Linked DNA regions of Pan troglodytes: region 1 is linked to region 2. Evidence: chromatin contacts called from public capture Hi-C data. All regions are on one chromosome and are shown on one strand. Each heading gives the region's core, a stretch centred on a gene start, on an enhancer-like site or on the middle of the called end of the contact. The rest is flanking DNA. Distances are from core to core; before and after follow the strand shown. Region 1 overlaps LOC104001998 (a long non-coding RNA gene). Region 2 has its middle 100 kb from the start of EGLN3.

What was found. Capture Hi-C pulls out chosen DNA fragments and counts their contacts.
Region 1: a contact with region 2 is called in a capture Hi-C map of stem cell-derived neural stem cells, with 4 times the contacts expected there. The contact joins two enhancer-like sites. A contact is called at or near these places in 4 of 7 Hi-C or Micro-C datasets (blood, induced pluripotent stem cells and stem cell-derived neural progenitor cells) and 1 of 1 other capture datasets (stem cell-derived neural stem cells).

The regions. Positions count from the first base shown.
Region 1 is chr15:32,333,599-32,336,298 of NHGRI_mPanTro3-v2.0_pri, forward strand. All of the region lies in intron 1 of LOC104001998 (a long non-coding RNA gene), which reads right to left. Among named protein-coding and RNA genes, the nearest start is that of EGLN3, 150 kb to the left of the region's middle. Within about 2 kb of position 1,258, at least 6 of the 24 cell types and tissues checked have an H3K27ac peak or open chromatin away from gene starts, as enhancers often do. A contact at or near this core is called in stem cell-derived neural stem cells, where this site is marked.
Region 2 is chr15:32,086,008-32,088,707 of NHGRI_mPanTro3-v2.0_pri, forward strand. No RefSeq gene overlaps it. Among named protein-coding and RNA genes, the nearest start is that of EGLN3, 100 kb to the right of the region's middle. Within about 2 kb of position 1,309, at least 1 of the 24 cell types and tissues checked has an H3K27ac peak or open chromatin away from gene starts, as enhancers often do. A contact at or near this core is called in stem cell-derived neural stem cells, where this site is marked.

The DNA.
Region 1 (2,700 bases), core at 8-2,507, 250 kb after region 2:
GTTGGAGATCAGAAATTTAAAAGGACTAGATGGATGCATAATCTATGCCATCAAACAGCTCACAGAGTGTGGGGAATCCTGCTGGGCCACTACTCAGAGTGGGCCCAGCGATCATCAGCACCTCATCAGTGTGAGATTTGCAAACTAAAAGGGTTATAGCTCAAGAAACTACACTTCTCAGTCTGGTGGGGAAAAGATGCTCATTATAGTATCAGAAGGACAGACTTAGCCATGGGCAGGGGAGGAGAGAAACAAGAAGATTCCTAAACCCATTCTCTTTCTTCCAAGTCAGACATCCCCCTTTGTTCATCTGAAGGCTGTAATCCCCCCAAAGTTGTCATTAAAGCAGCCCCAAGGGAGAAAAATTAGGAAGGGAGCAAATATAGAGGCTACATTATACTCTGCAAAGCATGGACATAATAATTTCTCCAATGGTGAATTAGAATGATAATGTCTGTCTCCAAACTACAGCTATTTCCAAATTTAAATATTAATCACCTCTTCTCTCCCTTGTAGGCGCAGCAAGGGAGGCTGGGTGCTGCCAAAGGGTTGTGAAATGGTAAAGGTGAAATATTATTGCAACCCACACTCACACCTGCATAGTCTCACACACACAGAGCACATACACACTTATTGCTTGCACTTGTCCAGAGAGACAAATGGCCCAATTGCCAGCAACCGGTGCCTCAGTCCAGCTCCCTGCTGGCTGCATTTCCAGACAGCCAAAGCCCCTGCCCAGTATTAGCCATGTGCTCACTTCCTCCGGCATTCCCATCCCCAGCTCACGAAGGTGGCTAAGACAGTCTGGGGTCGCCTGTGTAGGGATGAGGGATGAAGGCCACGGTTCCCATTAGGTACTCAATAGCTGTCAATTAGTAGACAAATATGTGAATGAATGGGACCATTGGGCAGTTTGACTATCATTAGGGCAGAGTCCACACACTCTGTCTTAGGGCCTTAGTTGCCCACAGAAAAGGCCTCAGACAGGCAACCCAGATGAAACACAGAATCTCTCCTCACTGGGAAATTACCCTCCCACACCCACCTACCCCTTTCCCTGTCATCCCTCAACCTGGTGAAAGCTCCAGCCAGCCCAGACAGTGTCACACCCACTCCAGCTCCCTTCCTAGTCATTTATTCACTCATTCAACAAACATTTACAGGCAGCTACTGTGTGTCAGCCACTGTGCCAGCCCTGGAAATACAGGAATGCCACACAGCCTGCTTGTCAGGCCCTGCTGGGGAGAGGGTAGAAGCTGTCCCCATCCTTTCATTCCAGGTGTGCTCCACACAAGACCATCTCTTCAGAGAACCATGGCACCTGTATTTCGTCCTTCTGAACCCTCACCCTGGTGCAGAAGCAGTGGCTCAGAAAATCTGTCCTTTCACTTGCATTATAGGATTTTTCTTTTTCAAAGCAGCAGCAGTCGCAAGCAGCCTTACCTTCCAAGAAGACTTTGACTCAGGCTAATATTTACATGTATTTGCATTTCGTTTGTACACATGGTTGGGAAGCTGATGGGGAAGAGTTTTGCCAGGGGATGAAAATGCTTTCTGGGCCAGTCCTCAAAGTACTATCGCAATTGCCAATGTGAAATCAAGAAGCAACTTGTTTAGCTCATATCTAGGTAAAATCTGGGGTTACTCCCACCCTGGTTCTTGTTGTTGACAGCCTCACAGCTCCTTGTCTGGCCTGTGTATCTGTTCAAGTCAGGTGGGGGTAAGCTGTATTTTGTCCTGGTCTTTCATGCACTGGAAATTTTCTTTCTCCTCTAATTCTTCAGGTTTTGGTCATTTTTAGAGAGCTCTACGGGCACCCTCTGGTGGCTGGCTGAAAATTTGACCTGCAAAAATTGCAGTTTCGTAGGAATAGCTTTATTTTGTAGTCAGCCTCTTTGGTTGGATGTTGGAAATTGTAAGTTTATTTGCTGTAGTTGGTACCACACCTTTCATCACATGATAGATTGAGACTGAACAGTCACTTTGACCTTTCAGGAGGAATGGTACCTTCTAGAAAGGACAGAACTGAGAAACAGAGTGTCTCAGTGGGTTGCAGTTTTTCCAGGTCAGGCTGAGTGAACAGGCTCAGGGCTGCCCTTCTCTGGGCTCTCAAAGGACTCATTTCTGAAGGAAAACCCACTGCATGCCTGGACCAGGCCAGGCTCCCTGGATAGTTGCTGAGGTAGAACTATGCCAATAGCCCTCCCCCCTCTTTTTTTTTTTTGTTAAAAAAAAATGACCTAAGTTAGGCCAAATAAAAATCTAAGGGAGGGCAGTGAGGTAAAAAGGAATGGAAGCATCTGGGGAGAAGGGTAAATTTTGCAGGCCTAACACATGACCTTCCTTCTAGATTCCTGCTCTAACACTGGCCCAAGGGGCAACCATTCCTGAGAATCTTCCTGGTCTCTAAAGAAGCACTGGGACAGGTTAGGGGATAGCAAGGGAGAGAGGAAGGAAGAGAGGCCCCAGGAAGGAGAACTATCCACCTGAGGATGAAGCCACCCCTTGCTCTTTCCATGGCCCCCAGGCCCTAAAACCACAGGTTCTGATGAGCATGATTGCTCTGTCACCACAGTGAACACTACCACCTGCTTTTCCCTAACTCCCTCTTTAAGGATTTAGTCTCAGGAGACTCCCCGAAGTCTGTTGATGTTGCCTTCATTTTGCAAAAAGAGGACTAAGGGGGTTAAGCACTAGAGA
Region 2 (2,700 bases), core at 59-2,558:
TGCCATGTGACCCTATGCCTTTTGACAATAGCTGGTTGGACCAGAGACTGCTCGCCGACCATATGTTTTGGAAACCCATTCTCAAAAATCAAAAGACTGTATAGCATCAACACCAGCATTGACATTCTATCGAGCCAAAGCTACAGGTAAGAAAGTTAGGGCAGAGCTCATCATAATAATAAATGACGATGATGCAATAATAGCTAACATATCTAACACTGTCGACATGCCACATATTGTGCTGAATGATTTTATCTAATTTCATCCTTACAACAAATCTGTGAAATAGCTATCTCAATGTCTTTTTGTTAGTTCTCCTCCTGCTCCTTATTTTTAACTTAAATCAGAGTTGGTTTCTATTGCTTGCAACAAAGAACTCTGACTAGTACAATTACACTCTCCATTTCACAGATGGGACATCAAACTTAAGACAATAGAAACTTCCCACTTCATACAGGTAGAAACAGAGAGGTATAGAAGTGAAATCTAGTCCCCCCACCTCCAGAACCTGTGCACTCGATGATTTACTATCATTTGTAGCTCCAGTTTCCATTAGGCCTTTCTGTATGCTATTTTTGCAATATCTGTATCCTTTATTGGAGATAGCATATAAGCTATCTTTACATTGCTATATTCAAAATGAAATAAAGAAGGAAGAACCAGACAGGAGGTCATGAAAGCAGGTAGTCAAGTGACTGCAGCTGTGGGAAGAAGAATGAGGCCAAAGCTGGGAACCAAGTAGAAAGTGACTCTCTCCACCCTCACAGTTAGGGATCAAGTCTGTCCAGCTGCTGTGGTTCTGACAGGCCTACATAATTATGGAAAAGCAATCAGAATCTCTCCGTGTCCTCATTAGGTTGAGATGGGCAAGGAACAAATGCTCTGCTTCTCGTCTGCTCTCTGCTCATGGAGCAGAACATTGGTTCCTTTTTACATCCACAGCCTCCCAGACAGCATCAGGACACTGAATCCTGGGACTCCATTGTCCTACAGGAACAGCAGGAAACAAGGCTGCTGTTCTACTCCTTGGATGAAAAGTGAATGCTCCCTAGGAAACGGACACTCTGGTAATTGCTCCATTTGGATAAAGTTTCCAAATCTAGTATCTATAGATTCAGAACCCTAAGTCAACCACTAAGAAGCATTTTTGTTTTTTCACCTGAAATGCTCCTTCACAGCTGATCTGGGTTTCCAAGTGCCTTTTGCATGAATGACCTCAAAGCCGCCACAGAGGGAGCCACGGTGCCAGCAGGGCTGCTCTCCTGTTTGCTAGCTTTGCTCTGCTCCTCACTAATAGAAAATCCCCAAGGATGTGGGAACCCTTGGGAGGCCTCTGAGCAAGGCTGTGCCTCAGGGCATGGGAGGAAGTCATCACTAGAGGGCCCCACTGAGCTCCCTTGCCTGCCCAGCAGGGACACCCTTAGACATGGGCTTCAAGAATTCAGCCACAGAGGAACACTAGAATGAGACCGGGGCTTGGATTGGAGTCATTGGTCTTGAGTTTTTCTATTATACAAACAAGCCTTAGAGGCTGAGACAAACCTTGCAAATCCTCCTCCACCCCAGGTTGAGTCCTACACCCTACCCCTATGAGTCCACACCTGGTGCTGACAGTCACAATACTTACCACTCTGTTTATGGAAAATATACTTGCTGCATTTTGAGGACTCTGCTATGTGATTTCTATGTATTATTATTTTAATTTTTACTTTTTTAGAGACAGGGTCTCCCTCTGTCACCCAGGCTGGAGCGCAGTGGTGCAATCAGAGCTCACTGCAGCCTCCAACTCCTGGGCTCAAGCGATGCTCCCACCTCAGCCTCCGAAGTAGCTAGGAATACAGGTGCACACCACCATGCCTGGCCTATTAATTCATTTAATGCTTACAAAAGTCCTTTGAGGTAACTATTATTATCCCCATCTACATATGAAGAATCTGAGATTAAGAAAAATTAAGTAACTTGTCCAAGGTGATTATAGCCAATAAGGAGTGAGATTGGAAAATGAATTCAGGCTGACTCAGGAGCCTTTTTTTTTTTTTTTTTTTTTTTTTGCGATGGAGTTTTGCTCTTGTTGCCCAGACAGGAGTGCAATGGCGGGATCTCGGCTCACCGCAACCTCCGCCTCCCGGGTTCAAGTGATTCTCCTGCCTCAGCCTCCCAAGTAGCTGGGATTACAGGCATGTGCCACCACGTCCAGCTAATTTTGTATTTTTAGCAGAGATGGGGTTTCTCCCTGTTGGTCAGGCTGGTCTCGAACTCCCAACCTCAGGTGAACCGCCTGCCTCGGCCTCCCAAAGTGCTGGGATTACAGGCTTGAGCCACCACGCCCGGCCAGGAGCCTGACTTCTAAGCCATTAAACCATACAGGCTGCATTTGTTAGCCCATATATTTCTATTGTGCTATTACATCACCCAAGAGCTATCCCAGACATTAAGAAATTGCCCGGCCGGGCACGGTGGCTCACACCTGTAATCCCAGCACTTTGGGAGGCCAAGGCAGGCGGATCATGAGGTCAGGAGATTGAGACCATCCTGGCTAACATGGTGAAACCCCATTTCTACTAAAAATACAAAAAATTAGCTGGGTGTGTGGTGGCAGGTGCCTATAGTCCCAGCTACTCGGGAGGCTGAGGCAGGAGAATGGCGTGAACCCGGGAGGCAGAGCTTGCAGTGAGTCGGATTGCGCCACTGCACTCTAGC